Linked DNA regions of Drosophila melanogaster: region 1 is linked to region 2. The links are chromatin contacts, called in public Hi-C maps. All regions are on one chromosome and are shown on one strand. The core of a region is the stretch at or near the end of the contact, and the rest is flanking DNA. Distances in the headings are between cores, read along the strand shown.

Region 1 (3,579 bases), core at 228-2,727, 170 kb before region 2:
AATTGATGGAGCCTCATCCATGCAGGAGCGCGTGATGCACAGGGAGTGCACAAAGATCTCGCCACCGCGTGCAGAAAGCATATGGCTGGTGGCCTTTGAGCCGGTCTTGCGCGGCATTTCCAGCAAGACTGAACGTCCGTTAAGCAGAAAGTTAATCAAGCAAGAACTGGGCCGCGAGGTGACGTCCACCGGTGTCACGAGGAACTGACCCAGACAGGGCTGTAGATCTGCAGAGCCGCAACCGCGCGGTGTGCACCACTTAAGAGTCACTGTTTCGTATGTGGCACCTTGCTTGATGCTCGTGGGTAGACTGAAATCTGGGCCACAGGTGATGGAGTGGGCCCTTCGGCTGTGCAGGATTTCCACATCGTAGTTGGCGCTGGAGTTGGCGTTCTGCTCCTCTTTCATGGGTATGTTAGTCACCGTGGTACTAGCTAGGTCGTAATGGTTCAGTATGAGGTGCGTCAGCTTATAGGAAATATCCGGGGCACTGACTGTGTGGATCTCGACATCAAGCAGCGGCGATATCTTGAGCAGGCTGCGATTGGTAACCAACGATTCAACGCCCAGCGGCACAATGTTGAGGATAACTAGGTGGCAATGGTCGATGACCAGTCCCTTCTTGGAGGGCGGAGCTGCTAGGGTGTTCTGCTGCACCAGCACGGTGTTAAAGATGTCCTCCAGGCTTTTCATGCTGGTATTGTCACGCGCTGAAGTTATGCAGATGACGCGACCCTTGTTGGGAATGCGCGGCAGTTCGTCGGTCCCAAAGTCGGCCATTGCCGCCAACTGCTCATCGGTGGGCTCCGCCAGCGCTTCGATGGCGGCCCGCAGGCCATGGATTACCGAGTAGTCAGAAGATGTGGGTACGTTGCGCGACGGCACGCCCACAATTAGCATTGCGTTCATCACGTGCGCCATATTTTGCGTGCTGGGCCTCCAGGTGTTCACGATATGCGCCGCCGTGTCCGAGACAATAAACCGCACATGCTTTTTGCCGGGAAAGAGATCCCAGACCACGCGGCAGTACTCGATGGAGGATTCGCAGGCGCATGTCCACAGGCTCTTGCTGAATTGGGATCCACCGCTGCCGGTTGCATTTCCCGCCGCTCCTGTTGCGCCGCCGTCTGCAGATGGTTTTCCCTTTAGGAAGTCCATCGAGATGTACTCCTCGCTGGCGATGCTAAAGTATCGGGTGTGGTCCAGCACAAAGATGGTCTTCTGGTTGCGTTCGAACATGGTGGACTCGTGGACAACTTAAATTGCCGGGAAATCAAACAAACGCAAACGTTGAATCCTAATTGTTTACAATCTTTGTTCACCACGAACAGCTGTTTTCGAATTCCAAATTCACCACAGCTAATTTTTTTTTATTTTTTTAAATTTACTAAACTGTGTTAAAAAGCTCTTTTCTCAAATTCAACAAAAAAGCACACATTTAAAAAAAATATATCGATGTATTTATAACTTCATTTCAATTTGTCCGTCTCCAATTTACCGAATCTGGCAGCGCTGCTCAGTAGTAAGAATCACGTTGTTAAGCGAAAGCTGTCTAAATTTCATAATATTTTCTAGATTGTTTTTTTTTCCCATACACTGAGTGAAAAGCGCGAGAAGCGCAAGCCAACATATTAGGAAAATGTCGTGGCTTTTGGGCAGGAACCGCCAACAGCCTCAGCCGGATCAGACCGCCGGCTTTTCGGAAGGAGGAGGAGCTGCCGATCCGGAGGGCAGGACGGCCGGCGAGAAGTCCGGGGATTCGCAACTGAGCCGGGCGGAGCGCAAGGCCATGGAAGCGTACCGCTTCGATTCGTCGGCGCTGGAACGTGCAGCGGATGCTGCCAAAACCCTGGAGCGCTCAAGTAAGAACAAAATTTCATCAGCCAATTGCATAACCGGCATGCGCCACGCTATCACAACGTGCGTATGCGTCAGAGTCCATGTCCATAACCCATGTTAATCTTGTGCAGAACACGCCCGGGAGGCCCTCGAGCTGTCCAAGATGCAGGAGGCCACCCGCCAAACGGAGTACAACACCAAGGTCAAGGAGTACGAAGCCCATATCGAGCAGGCCAAGGTCGAGCAGAAGCGCATCGACCACGAGGAGCGCCGCAAAACTCTCATCGAGGAGACCAAGCAGCAGCAGCAGCGTGCCCAATACCAGGATCAGCTGTCCCGCAAGCGGTATGAGGATCAGCTGTTGCAGCAGCAGCGCGTACAGGAGGAAAACCTGCGCAAGCAGGAGGAGAGCGTCCAGCGTCAAGAGGCCATGCGGCGCCAGACCATCGAGCACGAGATCGAGATGAAGGAGAAGAACCGGCTTAAGCTTCTAGAACACGAACTGCGCGCCAAGGCACGAGTGGATCGCGAGAACCGGGATATTAATTTGGAGAAGATCCGTCTCAAGGCGCAGGAGCATCGAACAACCGTACTGGAGGGCATCAAGTGAGTGATACCCCAAACTAGGCAGGATGAAATAACTGATTTTGTGTTACTTATTCACAGAACCGCTGGTACTGTTATCGGTGCCGGTGCTGAGGCTATGCTTACCGACTGGGACAAGGTGCTGACCGCCGCCGGAGGACTTTCGTTGTTGGCCCTGGGTGTGTACACGGCCAAGGGCGCCACTGGAGTGGTCTCTCGATATGTGGAGGCGCGCATTGGTAAACCTACGTTAGTTGGCGAGACGTCGCGCTTTGCTTTTCTGGACGCCCTTAAGAACCCGCTGCACTACCTGAAGAGGCTGCGCGCCAAGCCGACCGATGCGCTGCAGGGCGTTGTGCTAAATCCGAAGCTGGAGGAACGGCTTCGTGACATTGCCATCGCCACAAAGAACACACGTATCAACAAGGGCATGTACAGGAATGTTTTGATGCACGGGCCGCCAGGAACGGGCAAGACCATGTTCGCCAAGAAGCTGGCCGAACACTCTGGCATGGACTTTGCCATCATGACCGGTGGCGATGTGGCGCCCATGGGCAAGGAGGGCGTAACCGCCATCCACAAGGTGTTCGACTGGTCGCACACCTCACGCCGCGGACTTCTGCTCTTTGTGGACGAGGCGGATGCATTCTTACGCAAACGTTCTTCTGAGAAGATCTCGGAGGATCTGCGTGCCGCCCTCAACGCCTTCCTGTACCGCACTTCCGAGCAGAATCCCAAGTTCATGCTTGTGTTGGCCTCCAACACTCCCGAGCAGTTTGATTATGCCATCAACGATCGTCTGGATGAAATGGTGGAGTTCACGCTGCCTGGCCTGGAGGAACGGGAACGCCTCTTGCGCTTGTACTTCGACAAATATGTGCTGCAGCCTGCCGCTGCGGGTGCCAAGTGAGTATTGCAAGAGCTCTTGCAGTTGGAACATTTTTTGATAATTGTTCACAACCATTTATAATCTTCTAGGCGGTTCAAACTGGACACCTTTGATTACGGAAAGACGTGTTCGAAGATGGCCGCTCTGTGCGAGGGTATGTCGGGTCGAGAAATCTCCAAGCTGGGCGTGTCCTGGCAGGCGGCAGTCTATGCCTCCGAGGATGGTCTGCTCACCGAGAAGATGGTCCTGGACAGGTGCTACTCCGC
Region 2 (3,461 bases), core at 699-3,198:
AAATGGAGTTCCCAAATGAGCTAGCTATCAAAAAAGGGGAAACAGACACTAAAAGGCTGCCAAGTCTATCCAGATATATACTTCCCACATCGCCTATCTCACGCTGATAGTAAACAATTGTTATTGTCATTTTGCATGTTTATGACAAATGCAGTTGGCGCTTGCGTCAGCAGCTGGTGCAAAACATTTGCGGCATTTCCGTCGCCAGAAAGGGATTGAATTGGATTGAGGACTGTGATTCTGATTGTATCGAATTGGATGGGTTGGTATGGTGTGGCATGGTATGGGATTGGATTCTTAGTCACTGGCCCACATGCAGATGTAGGCGCCATCGTCGCCTTGTTGTTGCTGCCACTTTCGGCTTCAAACGAAATTCCCCGCCATGTTACGCAGCGACACGGCGATACGAGTGAAAATTGTTCGCGATTGCATTTAGCGCGAAATTAAATCAAAACAAGTCGACGGCGGCGACTGTTCATGAACTTATGTATATGCATATATAATACATACATATACATATGTACACATACAGGGGACTCGCAGGCGGCACTCGCACTCGTACTCGCACTCACACTGGCACAACTGCAAAAGCAAAAGCATATTCATTTACAATTTGCGAAAATGTCAACGACGGATGGCCGCCGGCTGTACAAATGTCGCTATCTATCTAAAACTGTAAACAAATGTACATAAAATAAAAATCGACAAAATACACACACAGGCATAAGCGGACAGGCGCTCGCACACCGAGGCAGTCACACAGACAGGGCTGCATTGCAAAGTGCGAGTGAGGCCAGACTGTGGGTGCGAGGGGGAGGGAGACAGACAGTACGCGTGTCTGCCACAAAGGTGTATGAGTGTGAGTGTATGTGTGAGTGTCTGGCCGTGTGCGTGTGATTGTCTGGCCGTGTGGGTGTGAGTGGCTGAGTGAGTGAACCACCGAGTGTGCGAGTGTGTGTGGGCAGCGGCGACCTAGCAGCGCAACATGTCAAATCACTTCGTGGAAATGGAAATTGTGGAAATGCTGGTGAAAAATACAAGAACCCACCTAGTTTTGTAAAAAAAAAAACCCGACTTTTGCTTTCCCTACTGCACTGCGGTTTGTTTTCCTACTCGTTTTGGTATTTTCCTTTAGATGGTGACGGCAGCGACAACGTCACAGGCCTTCTTATTATTGTGCGTGTGTTGTTGTTGCTGCTTGCTATTGTTGTTGTTGCTGCTGCTGCTGTAGTTGTTGTTGTGTTAAGGTGCCAGACACCAGAGGACGGAACGAAACACACACAATCTCGCACTCGCGCACTGGAAGTCGATTTCCGCCACCCGGGCGTTTCCACTTGGTGTTTTCTTGCCTTCCAAAGCAACGTTGCATCAATTGCAAATGCTTAAAAACGTAGTTTTCATAAACAGAAGCACGCACACAGGCAAAGTAAATTTTCCAAGTACCGTTTAGTTTTTACGCTTCACTTTTTTTCGATAACTGGCTCGATAACTGATTCGATCCGCGTTGCCACCTGTTTTAGCGATAGTTAGGCGACTGTTACGGTGGAAAGATGCCAGAGAGAGACATTATTTAAGAGCTGTACAACGCGCAAATATCCCTTAAATTTAAATTAAATGTTTTAGAAGGCAATAGTTCTGTTTTCTGACTGTCTAGGCCGACTCTTTAACTAGAATTCACTTCAAATTTGAATGTATGAACTGCAGATTAATAATAATGCTGTATTGTTATTAAATTCATTTTTAAAAACTTTATTTTATATGCTATGTATACAAAACTATTTCTTATATCGACAAATTGTTATAACTTTTCAAAGCATAATTGATCAAAAATTTGGAAGCCCTATCAATTTTATATATGGTTCCTGTCCGCACTAAGTAGATACTCTGATAAGTATGACCATGTGTAAGTAGCTAGAAAAAGTCAGTTCTCTTTTCCAGTTTCCCAGATCAAATTTGATATTCACCTCTTTGGGCACTCTTGCTCAGATTTGTTTATGCAGAACGCGAAGTCTCCTTTGAATCCGAAAAAAAAACAAAAAACGAGTAGCGAATAAAGTGCCCCATTGGCACAAAACGAGGTAAATAACTTGCAACCCAATCGGAAGGGAGAACATAGCATGCCACTTTCAAATAAACAAATAACGACTCCAGCGCGACTGTGTGTGCGTGAGTCCCTCCCAATGTTTGTGTGTGTTATCAAAAAAGGCGTAGAAAAGTGCAAAAACAAAGGTGTTATTGACTCTCAACTTTCTTTTTCTGCCTATCGTGTGTATCACTGTGGGCTGTGGCCGAATAAGAGCGTTCGCCGAATATGAGCAATTGGAAAAGCATGAGCATAAGTAATGAGGCAGAATCGGTTGCATTCAATTAGTTGGAGAAATGAAAAATATGAAGAGATGGTGTAGAGAGAAGGGAAGAGTGCAGTCTCGAGCAATCAATACCAACGCAGCCACGAGCCCCCCTTTCTTTGTGTGTGTGTGTGTTACCGTGTGAAAACAAAACAAATGTATGCTAGCTGTGGAAAAGAAAGCGCATAATTGAATAATAAATAATAACAGAAACAGGGCAAATGGCAACGACTCAATGACAAAAGTAAAGCCGCCACCGCAGCAGAAGAAATGTGGGTGCAAAAGTGAAGAAATATGCCATTGTTTATGTGATTTGCAAATGTGCACATTCACACAAACACCGTGGCAAGATAACGGTTGTTGTGCGGGCGGGTGCATTGCTCGAAGTGGCTGTGCAATTGTAAGAGCGAGATAGCAATACGAAGAGAACAGGACTGAGCAGTACAGGGGCGAAATCCAGGGGACCTTAAACGTGGATTATGGGCACCTTAAATGTTTTTGTAAAATCAAATCACATAAATACCGTACTTTAAACTATTCAGTGAATTAAAATTGTGTTACTGATTTTAAAAATGTAAGTTGTAATTTCAAGTTTGGAAATGAACGGTATGCCCTGCACGTTTGTCTAGATCCACCCCTGGATAGAGCGCAGCAAAGAGAACAGTGCAAATCGAATTAGTCCAGACTTTTGGTCACGCCCTTGAACTTCGCATTAACCCACCAACGCCCCCCTTCCGCAGCTAGCACCTAAGGACCCCACACACCACATAAGATGTTCAACTTTATGAAGAAGAGCGCTGGGGATGAGGACAAGGAGCGTCGCAAGCGCGAAAAAAAACTGCGCAAAGAGGCTAAGGGCACCTCTGGTGGCCCGGGAATGGGAGGCGTGACTGGCGTCACCGGCAGCATGAGCACCGACGAGCTGCTCCGCCTGGACGAGGTGCGCCGATCGCTTAAAATCCGAGGGCGACGCAAGGAGAAGGAAAAGTTGCCGAGCGGAATTACGGCGGACTATAGCGCAGACTTCTTTGCCGCCCTCAATGCAGATGCAAACGGCGGAAGCAACGGAGGAGCAGTGGGAGCTGCAGATCCCGAGCAGGATCGTGGCAATGA

What was found. Hi-C and Micro-C count contacts between places; a contact is called where the count stands out from the background.
Region 1: a contact with region 2 is called in a Hi-C map of the Kc167 cell line, with 2.7 times the contacts expected there. A contact is called at or near these places in 12 of 107 Hi-C or Micro-C datasets (the D17-c3 cell line, the Kc167 cell line, the OSC cell line and 5 more).

What each region holds. Positions count from the first base shown.
Region 1 is chr3R:16,262,013-16,265,591 of dm6, reverse strand. It overlaps bor (belphegor), which reads left to right and starts at 1,477. Exons shown (of 6, transcript NM_001260206.1): 1 at 1,477-1,522; 2 at 1,576-1,862; 3 at 1,971-2,445; 4 at 2,506-3,330; 5 at 3,403-3,579. The coding sequence starts at 1,640. It overlaps asun (asunder), which reads right to left and starts at 1,321. Exons shown (of 3, transcript NM_079655.4): 1 at 1-1,321. The coding sequence starts at 1,239.
Region 2 is chr3R:16,097,248-16,100,708 of dm6, reverse strand. Mhcl (Myosin heavy chain-like) reads left to right here and starts at 1,948. Exons shown (of 18, transcript NM_169701.3): 1 at 1,948-2,078; 2 at 3,089-3,461. The coding sequence starts at 3,121. It overlaps Akt (Akt kinase), which reads right to left and starts at 1,481. Exons shown (of 7, transcript NM_001300425.1): 1 at 1,049-1,481.